Regions from separate parts of the Mus musculus genome. Here regions 1, 2, 3, 5 and 6 are each linked to region 4. The links are chromatin contacts, called in public HiChIP or PLAC-seq and promoter capture Hi-C maps. All regions are on one chromosome and are shown on one strand. Each heading gives the region's core, a stretch centred on a gene start, on an enhancer-like site or on the middle of the called end of the contact. The rest is flanking DNA. Distances are from core to core; before and after follow the strand shown.

Region 1 (2,891 bases), core at 79-2,578, 730 kb before region 4:
GGGGCCCCACTGCCAGCCCAGCCCCGAACTCTGTGAATTCCTAACCTCTCAGGTATACCCTCTGCTGTCTCTTCTCTCTCCATTTACCAAGAAAAAGAGTAAGTGTTAAACGTCAAAGCACCTGATTTCTTCCACTCAACGCTGCTTTCTTGAAAAATATAGGATTTGCTGCCATTTTCTTTTCTTTTTTTTTTTTTTTTCCCTCGCCCCCCCCCCCCCCCACTCCTCTACCCACCGACTGCCACTTTTGGGCCCTGGCATTCCCCTGTACTGGGGCATATAAACTTTGCATGTCCAATGGGCCTCTCTTTCCAGTGATGGCTGACTAGGCCAACTTTTGATACATATGCAGCTAGAGTCAAGAGCTCCAGGATACTGGTTAGTTCATAATGTTGTTCCACCTATAGGGTTGCAGATCCCTTTAGCTCCTTGGGTACTTTCTCTAGCTCCTCCATTGGGGGCCCTGTGATCTATCCAATAGCTGACTGTGAGCATCCACTTCTATGTTTGCTAGGCCCCGGCATAGTCTCACAAGAGACAGCTATATCAGGGTCCTTTCTTGCTGCCATTTTCTGAGTCACAGGTTGTAGGCAAGACCTCACAGATTATAAAAACCAAATGGAGTGTAGACTCGGACCCAGAACTTTATTTTTGAAATCTGCATCTACTTTTTTTAAAAAAAGTATTTGAAGAGTAATTTCTTTTTTTAAAAAAAATTATTTATTTTTATCTTATGTACATTGGTAATTTGACTACATGTATGTCTGTGAGGGGTCGGCTCCCCTAGAACAGGAGTTAAAGACAGTTGAGAGCTGCCATGGGGGGCTGGGAATTGAACCCAGGTCTTCTGGTAGAGCAGCCAGTGCTCTTAACTGCTGAGCCATCTCTCCAGCCCCAAAGAGTAATTTCTTAAATAACAACAAAGGAATTCCAAATTTACTTGGAGATGACCATATTTATCTTGTTACATTAAATATTTCAACCCTGTGCACTGGTGAGCTGTCTTGTATTAACATCATGTAGAGAAGACGAAGAGCCAGTTTCACTGGTAACTGAGAACCAAAAATGTAGTCTTTCTAAGCGGTTTAACCTACTAACTGTGTCTATAGATGGCTGTTTTCTTAGAAAGTATATTCCTTCTCTTTTTGCTGAGGTCTGGTCTGTTGCTATGTATTGTAATGCTAAATTCTGTATTCCAAGGTCTAGTTGCCTCAAGAGGAGTGAATTCTCCAGTATGGCAGCTTTTGTTGTGCAAACCTCGTTCCTTCTTTTAAACTGGTGTTTGAATAAAGATGCCTACAACTTGTAGCTAGGTGGAAGAGAGGTGGGCGGGGCTTCAGTTCCAGAGCTTGGAGTCTGAGTCAGAGACAAAGAGGGAGAGAGGAAGAAGACAGAACAAGGCACCATGGGGTAGGTAGATTGTGAATACATGCCCCCCCCCCCCCCAAGACTGGCCTGATGGAGTAGGAGTGGCTCAGATGGAACATGGCAAGTGATATCTTGGGATTACTGACAGAGAAGTAGGCAAAACAGCATAGGGGGTTGATATCTGCCCAGTTTTGCTACTTTAAGGCTTATTATAAACATAAAGGTTTGGGTCTTTTATTTGGGAACTAGATGATTAAAGGTGGGGTAGAAACCCCCCAAATAATATTTACTGCAATATTTCCATTCCTGAGATGGTATTGCATACACTCGGGCAAGTCAAGGATAATGGCTTGCTAAGAGTTAAGGGAACTAGGAGTAAGTACATTTCTTCCATTTGTGATGCAAGTGATGTAATCCTACAGCCTTTAGCCATGGACCATCTGAGGAAGACTGAGCAAAGGGGAAGGTTGACAGGTGAGCAACTAGGCAGACACCTCAGGAACATAAGCCGTGTTAACCCTGACAGTGACCAGGAAGGATACGACTTAGAGCCAAGTCTTCCATTCAGAAAACCACAGCGCACTAACATTTAAAACTGGGGTCATTTAGGCTTTCCAGCGTTTATTGGGAGTATTCAGGTTGACCTATAGTCAACCAATAGTAAGTCTGAAACCGCAGAGCCCTGCAGCACCTTCAAGACTCTCAGTGTTTACTCCGTGGCTTGGCTCCTCCTTTCTAACCGCGTTTGGGATCCAGCTTATGTCCACTGGGTACACACTGAATTGCTGTCTCTTTGCCAGTGTCCCTCGACATACCAGAGGGGAAAGGGCTGGGTGAGGTTGGGTTTATTTCTGTTCATCCGCTCACTCCCAGGCCCATCCTAGTGACCACACAGGAAGCCAGATGTTAAGTGGTTCTCACACAGAGGCCTTACGATTTTATACATAAGTGAATTTATTTCTAAGGTTTTTCTATTTCAGGGAAATATGTTTTTGGAGAGTATCCCTTAATTTAATGGTACATTCTTTTATGAAGTTTTATCTCATATCTTTTAAAAAGAAGAAAGGCAGGCTGGAGAGGTGGCTCAGCAGTTAAAGAGCACTGACTGCTTTTCTGGAGGTCCTGAGTTCAATTCCCAGGAACCACATGGTGGCTCACAACCATCCATAATGGGATCTGATGCCCCCTTCTGGTGTGTGTGAAGATAGCTACAGTTTACTTGTGTACATAAAATAAATAAATAATTAAAAAAAAAAAAGAAGGCCGGGCGGTGGTGGCGCACGCCTTTAATCCCAGCACTCGGGAGGAAGAGGCAGGAGGATTTCTGAGTTCAAGGCCAGCCTGGTCTACAAAGTGAGTTCCAGGACAGCCAGGGCTACACAGAGAAACCCTGTCTCGAAAAAAACAAAAAAAAAAAAAAGAAGAAAGATTGCACAGTTGAGCTTAGGCAGAGTCAACACATTGAGTAGTTTACTGTAAAATGTTATTTGAGAAGTAATTATTATTATTATTTTGTTTTGTTT
Region 2 (2,700 bases), core at 166-2,665, 890 kb after region 4:
CCCTGCACCCAGGCACTCATCTGGGAACTGCCACCCTTGCAGACCAAGGTTATTAATTACACACTTCAACGTATTTCTGTTCAACTCACTCTTTCATTGTTTTCCAAACACACACACACAAATAAGTAAGCTGACATACCCTTACAAGCTTGGCAAAGGGCCTGACCACAGATGTACTGAAGCTCCGAACCTTTAGAACAAAAGAAAACAGATCAGACAGGGTTTCTGCATTAGCTTAGCAATGTGTTAAAATAATCTAATCAAATACTTGCGCAATTCCTTTCTATCATCACACAGGTTATATGAGTGGGAGCTGCTCTTTGTTATACACTCCCTATTGAGAATCACCCCAAATCCCTCCAGAAACTGCCTTCCCAACACCTTCCTCCCTGGATAGCTGAGAGAGAAAAGCTGCTAACTTCCCAAAGTGGAATTTTTCAAAATAATTAAGAGCTTTATCACATTTGGGAAGAATGCTTTATGAAAGCGGAGGATTTATATTACATCACCTTTGAGAAAAACTTTAATGAACATGAAATGAGTCCAGTCTTAATTCAAGGAAACCTACTTGCTTAGGAACTGAAATGCTATCTAAGACCAAAGATCTCTTGATACAGCACCAGGCTTCAGGCACTGTGTCTGTCACTGGAGCAGCCTGGAATCCAGTTTAAAAAGCGTTTTGCGAGGGCACAGGTCACAGTCATATACTACTCTCTCTAGACTAGAATGTACTCGATTGGAACTGGCTATGAGGGTTAAAAAACTTTCTAACGCCTTAGTAATAATTCTGTATGGTGCAGATGAAAACCATGACGGCTGTCGATACAAAATTATCATGGCAGATGACCCAGGCACGTATTTTTTTCCACCCAATTCCAGGTTCTGCTGGACTTGGCCTGTTGCAAGCTCGCCATCACTCACCAGCTGCCAGCCAAAGGGGAGACGTTTAGCCCTTCCCCCCTTCTTTATAAACACAGGGGATGCGCTTTTCCAACACTCAAAATCCTAAGCAGCAGGCAGCCCTTAGGTTTACCAGCAAGGACAGGCATGTACTCTCCCCAGTGCTCTCTCCCATGCCCTTGCCAGCTGCTCCGCTATGCAGTGAGTCCTGGATGTCAAGGTCAAGACAGAGAAATCCGTGCCCACTCCCCACGGGGACGAAACGCGGATCCGCCCCACGCTGCCTGCAGTCGCCGGGCCCCACGACCCTGGGCGGGCTGCCTGACCCCTCAGCCACGGCCTCACACGCGGCGATGGGAGCCGGGGACCCGCAACCCTGGGAGGGAGCCTCCCGCCAGCTTCTACCTGTCGAGACAGTCCGGACGCTGCAGGCGCGGCCATCTTTTCCCGGGCGGCTGTAGGTCAAACCCAAATGAAAAGAGACTACTGGCGCCAGAGCGCACGCGCGCGCGCCAGCGTGATCGCTCGGCTTTCTGGGAAATGTACGCGTCAGGAGCCCGGGAGTGTGGGTAAGAACCTCTTGCATGCTGGGAGTTGTAGTCCGTACCTGCCGCGGTCCGGCTGGACTCGTGAACCGGAACCAGAAAATTAAGTCTGAAATTAGGTTTAGATTTAAACTCTTTGCACATGCATCGTCAACATCGTTGACTCGTCTTGAACCTGCCAAGTGTGCTTCTGTGGCAATGCTTCAGGCTTTACTTAAAACAAAAACCAAAAGTGAACCTACCCGGGCGCACTTCTTGGCTCTTCTGGCCATATTTTGATTACATAGGACAGTTGACAGGTGTGTTTGTGCTTTTTCTTTTTTTCTTTTTTTAGATTTCTTTATTTACTTCATGTATATGAGTATACTGTAGCTGTACAGATGGTTGTGAGCCTTCATGTGGTTGTTGGGGATTTAATTTTTGTTTTTGGATCTCTGCTCGCTCCAGCCCAAAGATTTATTATTATATTATACATAAGTACACCGTAGCTGTCTTCAGATACACCAGAAGAGGGCGTCAGATCTCATTATCGGTGGTTGTGAGCCACCATGTGGTTGCTGGGATTTGAACTCAGGACCTTCGGAAGAGCAGTTAGTGCTCTTAACTGCTGAGTCATCTTGCCAGCCCGTGTTTGTGCTTTTTATACCCACAGACTCAAAATCTATATATAATTTATCTATATATAATTTACTTTTTAATATGAGGGAAGATGGATACAGAATTATATGGGTTGCAAATACATTCTTTTAGAAATTGTTTTATGTGTTTGAGTGTTTTCCTGCATATATTCACGTGTACCATGTGTGCCTGTTGCCTTAGAGTCCAGAAAAGGACATCTAGTCTCTTGGAGCTGGAGTTAGAGGCAGTTGTGAGGTGCCAGGGGGTACTGAAACTGAGCACAGGTCCTCTGCAGGAGCAGCCAGTGCCCAACCGCTGAGCTGTCTCTCCAACCTCAGAAATACATTTTGTATAAGCAAATTTCTAAATTATGGCACTTTAATAAACATGTCCATAGCTGCAGAATAACCTACTTTGATTCTATAACTTAACCATTCTATGACTTTTCAACATAACTCACGTGGTTTATATTACTTTAATATATTACTTTAATACACATCTGAGTATCTTTAGATATACTTTTTCATAATTTCAAAAGTAGAATTTAAAAGTTGATCGAGCAGCTTGACAAGTGAGCATGAGCACATGGGCACATGAGGCAGAGCTGCTTCTCTTCGGCTTACACTCTCACTAGCTG
Region 3 (2,927 bases), core at 237-2,736, 520 kb after region 4:
GTGCTGTCTACACAGGTTGAAGGCCCTTTCAAGAGCAACTCCATTGTGCTGGGCAATCTGAAGCCATACAGAGTATATTGTTTACAAACTGAGGCACAACTGATTTTGAAAAACAAAAAAATCCGACCACATGGGCTCTTGAGCAATGTATCCTGTCACGAAACAACAGCAAATGGTAGGACATACCTTCATGTATCCATTACCTGCTGCAAAAAAGGCTTCTCCTGAAGTGGTTAGGATGGCATGCTGTGGCATGTGGCTGGTGGTCGGAGAAGAGACCGGAAGTGCTTACCCGACAGGAGAATTATATTGAGGTCTCAGCAGCAATGGCTGTGTGACTAGGCTGAGCAGCAGCCACAACGCCTGGGACCAGGAGTATGTCAGATTTGTGGTCGTCTTGTTTCAGATTTTAAAATGTTTGCATATATATATAAAATGAGGTGTCTTAGGGATGAATCCTAAATCTGACCATAAAATTCCCTTATGTTTTCATAGACACCTTGCATGCATAGCCTGAAGGAGGCTTTATATAATATTTTTAGTACACTGGTATAGAATTTTTTATTGCATTTTTTGCTTACTTAAGTGGGGGGTTTGTGTGCATGTGTGTGTGTGTGTGTGTGTGTGTGCACGCGTGTGTGTGGGAGCGTGCATGCATACATGTCATGTGAGTACACTTGAGTGGCCGTCAGAGGACACTCTGTGGTATTGTGACAGGATAGAGGACGTTCACACTGCCCTCTGCTGTCACACATGGGTCTTCAGGACAAAATGCAGGCCTGTCGGTCTTAGAGGCAGGCAACTTCATTTGCTGAACCATCTCACCGCTCCAATTGCACCGGGGCCCATCAGGTGAATTTGGATGTGGAATTTTCCATTTGTGGTATTATGACAGGGCAGTTTTTGATTTTTGAATAGAAATTTTCAGGTTTTACATGTTCAGGTCAAAATTATTAGTTTAAGCGCATATTGAGGCAAGGGGGTAGAGAGGGCCTGTGGGTCTTCCTGGGACGAGAAAACGGCCCAGCAGTGGGAGATGGGGCGTGGACTGCTGCTGGCGGCTTGCTCACTTCTGTGTCATCTTCTTTAGCCTCCGCCAGGCTGCAGCAAGTCATCCTGATTCCGTTGGGCATCTTCGCATTGCTGCTCGGCCTGACGGGCGCCTGCTTCACCCTGTTCCTCAAATACCAAAGCCGAGTGAAGTACTGGTTTCAGGCTCCGCCAAACATCCCGGAACAAATCGAAGAGGTCAGTGCGCAGATGCGCGAGTGACCCGCTGTGGCCCCGCCCCCTCGTGGTAGGCGAGAATGGACACCCCGTGCCGTCCTCTGCCCCCCCCGCCCCCGTGCGTGGGCACATGCCCACCCACATACGTTCACACAGAATAACTAAGTAGTAAAATGGCTGTTGGGTTAGGTCAGAGTCTATATAACACGTGGCTCGTGGTGATGGGTTAAAGGTTTCCCTTGTTGACACTGCCAAAGAGTAACAGTTCCCGATGGCCCTTGAGCTTTCACTGGGCTCGTCCTGACTCTCAGGTACAGCCCTCAGAGGAACTGAGCCTGGGCCACCACAGTTGTTTCTCTGGGGCAGAAATCTAAGGTTTTGCTGTACTTTCTTGGGAAAGTGTGAAGAACTGCCAGAGGCTGCTGACGTTACTTGAGAGTAGAGATTGGTTTCCGCTTCTGTGTCTGAGGTTTCACATGGCACGCACATGACTTCTGTTCCTCTTTCCATTGGCCGATAGCACTTCTAAGAGCTGCGGATGGAGCCCTGGAATCCTGGGGGGTTTATAGCCAAGAGCAAAAGGGAAAGAAAGTTCAGGGCTGTGAGACCCCTCTTCACTGTGAGGATCCTAGCCCCACCCAGATGCGTCCAGGGTTGTGTGCAGGTGGAAGGAGGGGCTAGAGTTTAGGGACGTTCCCTGCTTTATCCTGCCACAGCTGGGCACAGTGGGGATTCCCACTTTTCCTGAGTTCTGCCCTTCCCAGCTTTCATCAGATGAACAGAGGATGGAGCCCAGGCCCTTGTACTTTCTAGACAAGCGCTCTTGCTCTGAGCTACACCTGGGCCTGCGCCATTACAGAGATGAGGGCTGAAGAGGCAGGCACGTGCTGGAAATCAGGGCTGAGCATGAGTTAGCAGCAGTGTGCCCTTACCGTGTGCCAGGCCTGGGCTTGACCCCTAGGGTCACAACAGTTAACAATGACGATTGGTGGTGGTATCACTTCATTGATGGACAAAGTGGAGTTGTACCTGATTATAATATGACTACATCAACTACAAGTAGGGACATTGTATCGGACTGTCTGTAACTGGCTGGCCTTCTATCCTTTTCTAGTATCTAAAGGACCCAGACCAATTCATCTTAGAGGTCTTGGACAAGGACGGTTCACCGAAGGAGGACTCCTGGGACTCCGTGTCAATTATTTCTTCTCCAGAAAAGGAGCGAGATGATGTGCTCCAAACACCGTGAACCAGGCCAGGGTCTCTGCTTGCCCAGGAGGGCAGCGATCAGTGCACCCGAGAGAGATCCCCAGGGCCCCAGGACTGGGGAAGATGGTGTAGTGTTTGTTCTTTATGAGTTTTCTGGATGCTACAAGTATTTAAAAGGATTCCACAGAAAGATATCTCAGAAACAAAACAAAAACAAAAACAAACCAAGCGCTTCTCTTAAACACTAAAAAGACAACTGCTCATTACTGGCAACGTGGCGGCAAACCTGTGTGTGGTGCTTTCTCCAGTGTTAGCTGCCCCTGCTGTCAGAAGACTGGGTCCTTCCTTGCCTTCACTCTGGAAAATGAGTTGTCCCAGCCAACCCTGCCTGTCACAAAGAGGGGCCCTTAGTGTCCCCTTCATGTCCAATGTGATGGCTTAAATGTGAGACCCCTGGGCTCGGTGCTTGCCTAGCACGTACACGCCCCACC
Region 4 (2,874 bases), core at 254-2,753:
CAGAGCTGGGCAGCCAAAGGCAGGCAGCTCTCTGAATTTGAGTTCAGCCTAGACTACAGAGTGAGTTCCAGATCAGCCAGGGCTATAGTATAGAGGCTCTGTTTCAACAAAACATAATTAAAACAAACAAAAAATAGTATCAATTCCAGAAACTAAATGAAAATTTTAGTGAGTAACCCAAGGAACTTCAAAATTGTTAAATTTTGGCATATTTCACCCATCTCAGGATAAAAAAGTATTTAGAATGCTTCCTTAAAACATTAAGTCAAGAAACCTAAAACAATACACCCCAAAGTTATTCTGCCAAGTCTGAATAACTCTGGTCACAATAACAGTTATTTCAAAATTATGCCTAGAGTAAATCATTTTGCAAAACTAAGTTTCGAGTGACTTAGCCCTCATCTTTAATTTGAAAATCCAAGTCAAGAACAAGACATTTCAAACAATGCAAAACCTGGTCTGTATCTCCTTCAAACAAAATTCCAGAGAGGTCAAAGATAATTCACCCATCTTTCTAGAATCACGAAAGCATGACGCAAGACCTTCGAAAATCATCCAATTTTTCCTAACATGATGTTGAGGTACAAGTAAAATCGAAATCCCCTGCAGCCTGGTCCCTCTTCTGCTTCAAGAGCCAATGCCACAGCGGACATCTGCTCCTCCCATTTACTTCTACAGAGAAACCGAGACTGGACAACAGCAAGGGAGCGATTGGATCAAGGTCACCGGGAGCCAGGGCTGCAGCCCCAGAATTGTTCCCAGCCCTGGTTTCGGTCCTCCTCTTTAACAATCCGGCCTTCTTAATCAAGGAGGCCTAAACCGAGACGCCAACAAGCCGCAGGTACAGAGGCCTGCAGACGACTAAGAGCAGGCAGTTAACCAAGAGACTCAGGCTGCCTGCAACTCGCAAGGTAGGAAACGGGTCCACGGAGCATCGAGCCTTCTCCTCCACTCAGGATGGCTGATCAGGGCTCTGACAGCCGGAGGAGGGACTGCACAGGCCGTAGACTTGGCTGGTGGCAGCGCGGGAACACAACCCCAGGCAGATCCGGAGGCCGGAGGTGGGGAAAGGGGCGCGGCGCCCGGGCGAGCACGGGCTTGGGGTCCGCGTGGGCCGGGCCGGGGCTTACCTTCCTCCTCGTCTTGGAAGCTGAGCAGGCTGGCCCTGGGCACCTCTTTGTTCTCGCGAGGCCTCTTGCGCGGCTTCAGCCCATTGCCGGGCTCCGCGCCGCCGGAGATGCCGCCCCCGGCCTCAGCGCCGAGGCCCGGGTGGTGCGCGGAGGGCGGCGGCGGCAGCGGCCCCGGGCCCAGGAGCGACTCCCCCGCGGGGGCCCGGTCGCCGCCGCCAGGGCCGGGCTCTTCTCCCGAGGCCGGCGGGGGCAGCAACGGTGGCGGCTCCTGCTCCTCATCGCGCTCCCGCTCCTCCTCCTCCGAGTCGTTCCGCTTGCGCACGTTCACCCGCCGGGCCTTTCGGAACATCCCAGCCGCCGTCACCGCGCTCTCACAGCCGCTCGCTGACTGAGAGGACGAGGGAGCGCGGAGACCACCGCCACGCACGCGCAGTCGCAAGAGTTCCCCCCCACCAGCCGGGTCGTCGCGGCTCTGGCTAGCTATCGCGCCGCCTCGATTGCGCATGCGCCTGGGCTCTCCTCGCGCCCCACTACTTGGGCGGAGTCTCTTTGCACTGCCCTCTAGCGGCGCGGGGGACTGTTGGCATGGTACCCTCCGACTCCAGTGTTGTTCCAAAGGTCACAAAGAGGATCATCGAGATGAGAGGAGCGAGTGTAGTCTGTCGTCTCGGAGCGTGTTGCTGCAATGCGTCTTCCGCGCTTATACGGAGCCGTTACGTGTGGCAGCCTCCCTCCCACTCAGTGCCTGCAGGGTAAACAGAGGCGGGAGGCCGGGGAGAAGCGGAGGGACGAGTCAGTTGACTTGAGCTTGGGAAGGGAAAGTGCATCTCCATGGTTAATATGCCTCTTAATAACGCGAGGCGATGCTAGCAGATATCGTCTACAGATCAGAAACTCCATTAATACTTGCCATCTCTACAGCTTTATCAACGCAAACACTCTCAAAGGCGTGGGAGCACACACGTTAAATCCCAGCAGCACTGGGGAGGTGGAGGCAAGGCGATCTCTGAGTTCGGTGCCGGCCTGATGTACATAAGGAACTCCAGAATGGCCAAGGCTATGTAGGGAAACCCTCACTGTCTGGGGAAGACAGAACCAGAGATGATACATCTCCCTGCTGCCGCAGCCATTCCCAGGAGAGCGAGGTGTTTTCGGGTGGCTTGGTAAGAAAGCCAAGTTAGGTAGCAACTATTTTAACTATTTTACGAAGCATAGTGAATTTCTGAAACAAGCGGAAGGAAGATTTGTCTTATTTTCAGACTATATCACAGAGGGCAAATCTGAACCTTGGCGGCCTTAAAGAGATTGCATGAGCCGGGCGGTGGTGGCGCGCACCTTTAATCCCAGCACTCGGGAGGCAGAGGCAGGCGGATTTCGGGAGTTCGAGGCCAGCCTGGTCTACAAAGTGAGTTCCAGGATAGCCAGAGCTATACAGAGAAACCCTGTCTCGAGAAACAAACAAACAAACAAACAAAAAGATTGCATGAGGTTGAGCTAACACACAGGTTACCCAGTTCATAACCAAAGTTGAATCTTTTCTTTCTCTCGAGCATATCAGGATGCGTGGGTAGAAGTGTTTGTGAAATTATTTACATGTTTCAAAACCCGCCAAAAGAACGGGATTGGAGAGGTGAATATTGCAGTTTCGAACCAGAGGACCCTGGCTGCAGTCCCAGTACCCACACCCTCAGGGCTCCTCAAAACTCCAGTTCCTGGGAATCTGGCGCCCCCTTCTGGTCTCAGC
Region 5 (2,834 bases), core at 169-2,668, 690 kb before region 4:
TTCTGTGTCTCCAGTAACTTTTAATTTTTTCTCTGATTTCTTCACTCGCCTTTCCTCTGGATGGTATCTTTCTTTTTTATAATGAGCTGCCTCATAATGCGACTCCTCTTCCTCAGAGGAGCTAAGCTCATCTGCTTTTAAACTATCAAGCTTTAAAGCCTCTAGTTCCTTTACCGGATAAAGGCTTTTCCTTTTCTGAACTTTCTCCTTTTCCTTTTTCTCTCCCTGAGGACTTATCCTCAAATTTTTCACTTCCTCTGACTCAAGGTCTCTGGAAGGGCTTTTTACTTTGTGCACATTTTCCTTTTTTGGAGCTCCTAACCTTTCACACCATTCCGTTTCTGCCATGCTGTCCTGTGCTTCTTCTAATATTGCCTGCCCTGTTATTATTGCTGGACGGCATCTCTCATCCTCCAGACACGATCTCACCAGTTTCCATAATGGCATGGTCCCTGCCTTTAATTTCCCATTCTGTTGTTCCTTAGCTAAGTCTTCCCTTAATTTCTCCCAAGAGGAAAGAGTTAACGACCCTGAACACGCGTACCAAGGTGATATACGTTCTATTTCCTTAATGAACGTTTCTAAGGTTCTTGTAGAAACTTTTATCTCTCGCTGTTTTAAAACAGAGTGTAGAGCTGTAGTTACAGAATGTGAATTTCCCATACTGCTCCCTTATCTACGAGAGGCTTAAATATGAGACGAGCACTGCGGCTTATATACGTCCGTCTGACTGTGCTTCACAGCATTCAAAACTTTTTCTTTCAGCGCCACTTCTGGTGAGTGCAGGATCAAACCAGGAGAAATAGGGTTAACACAGCCAGCATGAGAACAAAAGGCTTTTAGTGCCACCTTCCAGTTAAGGGGAGGGATTAAGAAGGATCAGAGTTACTTACAAGGATTCAGCATGCTCTCGGAATTCCAAAATCCACCGTGGTTCTGAAATCTGCTCCGGTTGGTCGGAGGGTCTCCTCTAGGTGCCTGCGTTGTTAAGGCGTTTTTTCCCGGGTTTCAGCACCAAGTATCCCGAGCTTATCCCCGTCCCGCGGGAAATAAACACAGGACACACCAGATTCTTCCACGGTTAACTTTTACTTCTATATCATATTGAGGTAGACAAAGAAAGCTCAGAAAGTGTGTGGCTTAAATACTTTTGGTGACGTGTCTAAACTAGGACTGGTAGCAACACCCATGATCCTCATGCACCCTGGGGATAGGTTAAAGCCCCCAGGGGTTGGGCAAAAGCCTCGGAGATGGACTGGTGACTTTGGCTGGCTGTGCTCACGCAGCTGCGCACAATGAGGTTTAGCACCATCTAGTGGCGGCACGTAGATTGCAGCCCTTTACACTTACTGGCTTTCTCTCCATGTCTTACTCAGATTGCTTTCTTATACAATCCATGGCGGTAGCCACCAGCTCTGGGGGCGGCACCGCCCACAGTGGGCCGGGCCCTCCCACACCAATCATTAATCATGAAAATGCCCCCATAGACTTGCCTATAGGCCAATCTGACAGAGGCACTTTCTTTTTTCTTTCTCTTTTTAAGATTTATTAATTTATTTCACATGAATACACAGCAGCTGTCTTGAGACGCACCAGAAGAGGGCATTAGATCCCATTACAGATGGTTGTGAGCCACCTTATGGTTGCTGGGAATTGAACTCAGGACCTCTGAGAGAGCAGACAGCGCTCTTAACCTCTGAGGCACCTCTCCAGTCCTAGAGGCATTTTCTTAAGTGAGGTCTCTCTTCCCAGGTGACTATAGTTTGTGTCAAGCTGACAAAAATTAAGCAACAGAGACAGCACGCCATGCTATGTCAGCAGCTTCATGCATACTGCATTTTCTGCAACCTCCTCATTGCATGGAGGGGTCATGCTGAATCATTGCCCCACCCCCACCCCCAGCTCATGACATTCATTTCACTGTGTTCCCCTTGTTAGTTTACACTTTAGATAAATTGTGGCCATCTTACTGCATGTGAAGTGACATTGCATTATGGTTTTCGTATCTACTGCCTGAATAACAATAATATTGCAATCTTTCTGTGGGCTCTTTGGTTATTCGTGTAGCTCCTTTGGGCAGATGTCTGTTCCGTGCCACACCCATTTGAAAAAATCTGAGTTCTTTGTTGTTTGTGTTTGTGTTGTTGCAGGGCATCTGCCAGTGAAGGCTACCTGGACATGGGTTTGAGCAGACAGAAAGTTGATACGAGCCGCCAGTGACTAACTACACTGGGCGTTTGGGATCCCAGGGTCGCCCTGAGCCTTTCTCAGAGGGACTTTTAAGCCCACAAACCATATTCCGGGTTGACGTACTTCAGTTAACAGAAAGCAGAGGTACAGAAGCCAAAAAGCAAGGTTAGTACTTTTAGGGACTTTCCCCGGCTTTGACAGATTAGATTTTTGTTTTACTTTTGGCAGGTGGTGCTGAGTTTACGGCCAGAATGGCACTTCCATCATGGAGTCAGTTGTGCTAAGGTCTGGGGGCCTACTGGCTATCATGTGCCCTTGATATTAAAGTCACATCAGATGCATTTTCTTTTGTTATGTTGGTGGTCTTGTCTTTTACTTTTTTCACAAGGTTCTTTTACGGACAAACATTCTGACTTTGATCAAGCCACGCTCACCTGTTCTTTCTTTTGAGGTCTGTGCTTTTTGTGTCACATCGAAGAATCTGTTGCCAAATCTAAGGCCATAGATTTAGGCCGCCGATCATTTTGAGTTACTATTTCTGTGGTGTGACGTGAAGGCTGAACTTGGCTCTTTCTTGCGTGTGAAACTGGTTCACCGATTGCCGTCTATTAAAAACATTCTTTTCCTATTGAATGATCTTGACA
Region 6 (2,700 bases), core at 90-2,589, 640 kb before region 4:
AGTTGACTTCTAGAATATGTGTCTTGGTATATTGCTAATGGTTTCTACCACGTTTCTCCCATATGGCAGTTACTGGCTATTTCCATATTAAAGATATTAGCTTTATCTTTATTGTGTTGTAGCTATTATCTTCTACTTAGTCACTTGGCTTTCTTTCTGATTCATTGATGACTTTTTGGCAAAGGTCCATCGAGGTTTTGCTTTGCTTTCTTTAGCCAACCAGTTGATACCTCTCTCTCTCTCTCTCCCTTCCTTCCTCTCTCTCTCTCTCTCTCTCTCTCTCTCTCTCTTTCTTTCTTTCTTTCTTTCTTTCTTTCTTTCTTTCTTTCTTTCCTTCTTTCCTTCCTTCCTTCCTTCCTTCCTTCCTTCCTTCCTTCCTTCCTTCCTTCCTTCCTTCCTTTCTTTTTTGTTTTCCGAGACAGGGTTTCTCTGTATAGCCCTGGCTGTCCTGAAACTCACTTTGTAGACCAGGCTGGCCTCGAACTCAGAAATCCGCCTGCCTCTGCCTCCCAAGTGCTGAGATCAAAGGTGTGCGCCACCACAGCCCGGCGATACTTTTCTTTAGTGTCCCCCTTGTTTTCAAGCTTACATAGAGAGAGAAGGAGTTGTTGGCTTTGCTTTATACATTGTCCGTGACTTGCCAGTTTCTTGTTTCCTGAAGAAGCCTTTTTGCTGGGGTAGGGAGGCACCTTTGACTATATTTTCTCACCTGTGGCATATTGGCGGGCTGCAGGCTTTGGGGGTTCACAGCTTCTGCCTCCCAACTTTCTGCTTCTGTGATTTTGGGTAAGGTATTGAAGCCCTTTTAAACTTCCGTTTCTCCATCTGTAGCACAGTCAAATCTACTTCATGAATATTCAGTGACAACCATGCACATATGTATATGTAAATGGAGTGTGTGTTGCTTAGCTTAGAGTGTGTGTGTGTGTGAAAGAGAGATTGTATGTGTGTGTGAGTGTTGTGTGTGTGTGTGAGAGAGAGCGAGAGAATGTGTGTGTATGAGTGTGTGTGTGTGTGTGTGTGTGTGAGTGAGTGAGTGTGATTGTGTGAGTGAGCATATTGCTTTTGGGAGCACTTAATTAGCTTAAAGCATATTCATCATTGTGTTGGAGAACACATGGCAGTTATTTATGCTTTTCATTTAGATCCTCAGACCTGTTCTTAAACTTAAAGGTATTTAGAGGTCAGATTCCTTGAGCTAGCAAGACAGAGACCGCCCACTAGGTTTATCTGGACGACGGAGTTGACCTCTGAGGATAGAGGCGAGGGGGTGAAGAGGATCATGGGACACCTCTGCAGCAGTTACCCCCCCCCCCCCCCAGGGCAGGAATGCCTCTGGACGTGCAGGGACACACATGTCTGCATTCCTCAGCTTCCACACCCCTCGTATCTGCCTGTGCCATGAGCCTCTTGGCAGCCTCCATTCTCTGCCTGGGGAAGGGGCTTCTCTGTCCCCTGGTTCTTACTTTCTGCTCTTTTTAGGCATCTGGTGTGTTGTGTGTGTGTGGGTAGGTGGTGTCCCTTACCTTTCTAGGATTCATGACACCACACCAGGGATGATCACTGAACCTTCCTGGCCTCACCTCTTAGTCACCTTTATGGCCCTTTTAACGGTAGAGACTTCTTTCCAACAAGTAATTAAGAATGAAATTTATAGAGACTTCTGCCCCAGTGACCAGAGTTTTAGGGTTGGGGCTGCGTCGTCGGATGTGATTTTGATTTGATGGCTCCCACTTTCCTCAACAGGCAGCTGGACATTTCCAGTGTGTGCTGCCTTTAGCTGACCCCTGCTTAGAAGCCCCTGGAGCTCTTGAGACCTCCGCTGACAGCAGGGTCCTGGATAGGAGAATGGGATCTTGTACTGGAGTTTCCTGGAGTTCTGTTTCCAATCCCACAATGCCCTCATCCTCCCCTCCCACAAGGCCATTTTGCTCTTGTACCTCTCTGGCTGCATGTGGCCGCCAGTTGTCCCAGGATGGAGACGGGATATTGTTTCCTGTTGCCTGTGGGACACGAACACGTCTTGAATTAAAGCTAATTTTGGAGTTTGAAGTATTAAATGTCAAATTTGAAAGAGAACATGTCTAAGACTTCTTTGTTGTAAAAAGGAAGGTTATCCAAGGCCTAGGGGAAGGGACGGGAAGAAAGAAGTGGGAAAAAGAAAAGAACTGGTTCCCTCGTCCCTGCACCATGACGCTCTGTCTGCACCCCTGGAAAAGGCACCCTTCTGATGAAGTCTGCTGTTTTAATATTTCTCTACCAAAAAGTCATTTACGATAAGGTAGCCTGAACTCTTTCCCCTTTTTGTTCTGTTTAAAATGACATCAAATCAGTTTGCTATAGTATTACTTAATACATAGAATGTATGGCTATGTATAAAATTAAGTATGGTTAAATAATTTTATTTTATTTATTTTTTAAGTGAAAAACCATTTGGCAGAGAGACTGAAGTGTCAGAGTGGTCAACACTGGGGAACTGTCCCAATTGTAATTGGACGAAAACAAGACACACAGCTATGGTGGTGAACTCCTTTCTGCTTTTGTAGTTGTGAGCATGCATGTGTGTCTCTCTGTGGATGTGTGTATGTGAATGCCTGTGTCTGCAGATGCCAGAAAGCAGCATCGTATCCCCTGGGGCTGACATTACAAGTGGGTGTGAGCTTTCTAGTATGGGTGCTAAGAACCGAACTCAGGTCCTTC

Evidence for each region. Promoter capture Hi-C pulls out the DNA fragments that hold promoters and counts their contacts. HiChIP or PLAC-seq counts read pairs in DNA pulled down with a chosen protein or histone mark.
Region 1: a contact with region 4 is called in an H3K27ac HiChIP or PLAC-seq map of epiblast stem cells. The contact joins the enhancer-like site here to the promoter of Paxbp1 in region 4. A contact is called at or near these places in 1 of 39 promoter capture datasets (cranial neural crest), 1 of 484 Hi-C or Micro-C datasets (embryonic stem cells) and 12 of 115 datasets of contacts at active chromatin or transcription factors (the 230-238 cell line, T-cell acute lymphoblastic leukemia, embryonic forebrain and 4 more).
Region 2: a contact with region 4 is called in a promoter capture Hi-C map of pre-B cells, with 7 times the contacts expected there. The contact joins the promoter of Atp5o here to the promoter of Paxbp1 in region 4. A contact is called at or near these places in 4 of 39 promoter capture datasets (the C10 cell line, hippocampal neurons, neutrophils and 1 more), 2 of 115 datasets of contacts at active chromatin or transcription factors (memory CD8 T cells and pro-B cells) and 2 of 9 other capture datasets (adipose tissue and liver).
Region 3: an H3K27ac HiChIP or PLAC-seq map of microglia shows a contact between it and region 4, with 6 times the contacts expected there. The contact joins the enhancer-like site here to the promoter of Paxbp1 in region 4. A contact is called at or near these places in 1 of 39 promoter capture datasets (embryonic stem cells), 7 of 115 datasets of contacts at active chromatin or transcription factors (bone marrow-derived macrophages, embryonic forebrain, extraembryonic endoderm stem cells and 4 more) and 2 of 9 other capture datasets (macrophages and pancreatic islet).
Region 5: an H3K4me3 HiChIP or PLAC-seq map of craniofacial prominence shows a contact between it and region 4, with 4 times the contacts expected there. The contact joins the enhancer-like site here to the promoter of Paxbp1 in region 4. A contact is called at or near these places in 8 of 115 datasets of contacts at active chromatin or transcription factors (T-cell acute lymphoblastic leukemia, craniofacial prominence, embryonic stem cells and 3 more) and 1 of 9 other capture datasets (embryonic stem cells).
Region 6: a promoter capture Hi-C map of embryonic stem cells shows a contact between it and region 4, with 4 times the contacts expected there. The contact joins the enhancer-like site here to the promoter of Paxbp1 in region 4. A contact is called at or near these places in 2 of 39 promoter capture datasets (cranial neural crest and embryonic stem cells) and 7 of 115 datasets of contacts at active chromatin or transcription factors (T-cell acute lymphoblastic leukemia, differentiating embryonic stem cells, embryonic limb bud and 2 more).

What each region holds. Positions count from the first base shown.
Region 1 is chr16:90,308,728-90,311,618 of GRCm38.p6, forward strand. No RefSeq gene overlaps it. Among named protein-coding and RNA genes, the nearest start is that of Scaf4, 26 kb to the left of the region's middle. Within about 2 kb of position 1,329, at least 16 of the 459 cell types and tissues checked have an H3K27ac peak or open chromatin away from gene starts, as enhancers often do. A contact at or near this core is called in embryonic stem cells and epiblast stem cells, where this site is marked.
Region 2 is chr16:91,930,215-91,932,914 of GRCm38.p6, forward strand. Atp5o (ATP synthase, H+ transporting, mitochondrial F1 complex, O subunit) reads right to left here and starts at 1,416. Exons shown (of 7, transcript NM_138597.2): 1 at 1,306-1,416; 2 at 140-190. The coding sequence starts at 1,341.
Region 3 is chr16:91,560,530-91,563,456 of GRCm38.p6, forward strand. It overlaps Ifngr2 (interferon gamma receptor 2), which reads left to right. Exons shown (of 7, transcript NM_008338.4): 5 at 16-175; 6 at 1,091-1,248; 7 at 2,342-2,927. The coding sequence ends at 2,476. Among named protein-coding and RNA genes, the nearest start is that of Ifngr2, 15 kb to the left of the region's middle. Within about 2 kb of position 1,487, at least 41 of the 459 cell types and tissues checked have an H3K27ac peak or open chromatin away from gene starts, as enhancers often do. A contact at or near this core is called in bone marrow-derived macrophages, embryonic stem cells and microglia, where this site is marked.
Region 4 is chr16:91,042,876-91,045,749 of GRCm38.p6, forward strand. Paxbp1 (PAX3 and PAX7 binding protein 1) reads right to left here and starts at 1,504. Exons shown (of 18, transcript NM_026110.2): 1 at 1,131-1,504. The coding sequence starts at 1,479.
Region 5 is chr16:90,348,528-90,351,361 of GRCm38.p6, forward strand. No RefSeq gene overlaps it. Among named protein-coding and RNA genes, the nearest start is that of Hunk, 36 kb to the right of the region's middle. Within about 2 kb of position 1,419, at least 76 of the 459 cell types and tissues checked have an H3K27ac peak or open chromatin away from gene starts, as enhancers often do. A contact at or near this core is called in craniofacial prominence, where this site is marked.
Region 6 is chr16:90,404,477-90,407,176 of GRCm38.p6, forward strand. All of the region lies in intron 1 of Hunk (hormonally upregulated Neu-associated kinase), which reads left to right. Among named protein-coding and RNA genes, the nearest start is that of Hunk, 19 kb to the left of the region's middle. Within about 2 kb of position 1,340, at least 33 of the 459 cell types and tissues checked have an H3K27ac peak or open chromatin away from gene starts, as enhancers often do. A contact at or near this core is called in embryonic stem cells and extraembryonic endoderm stem cells, where this site is marked.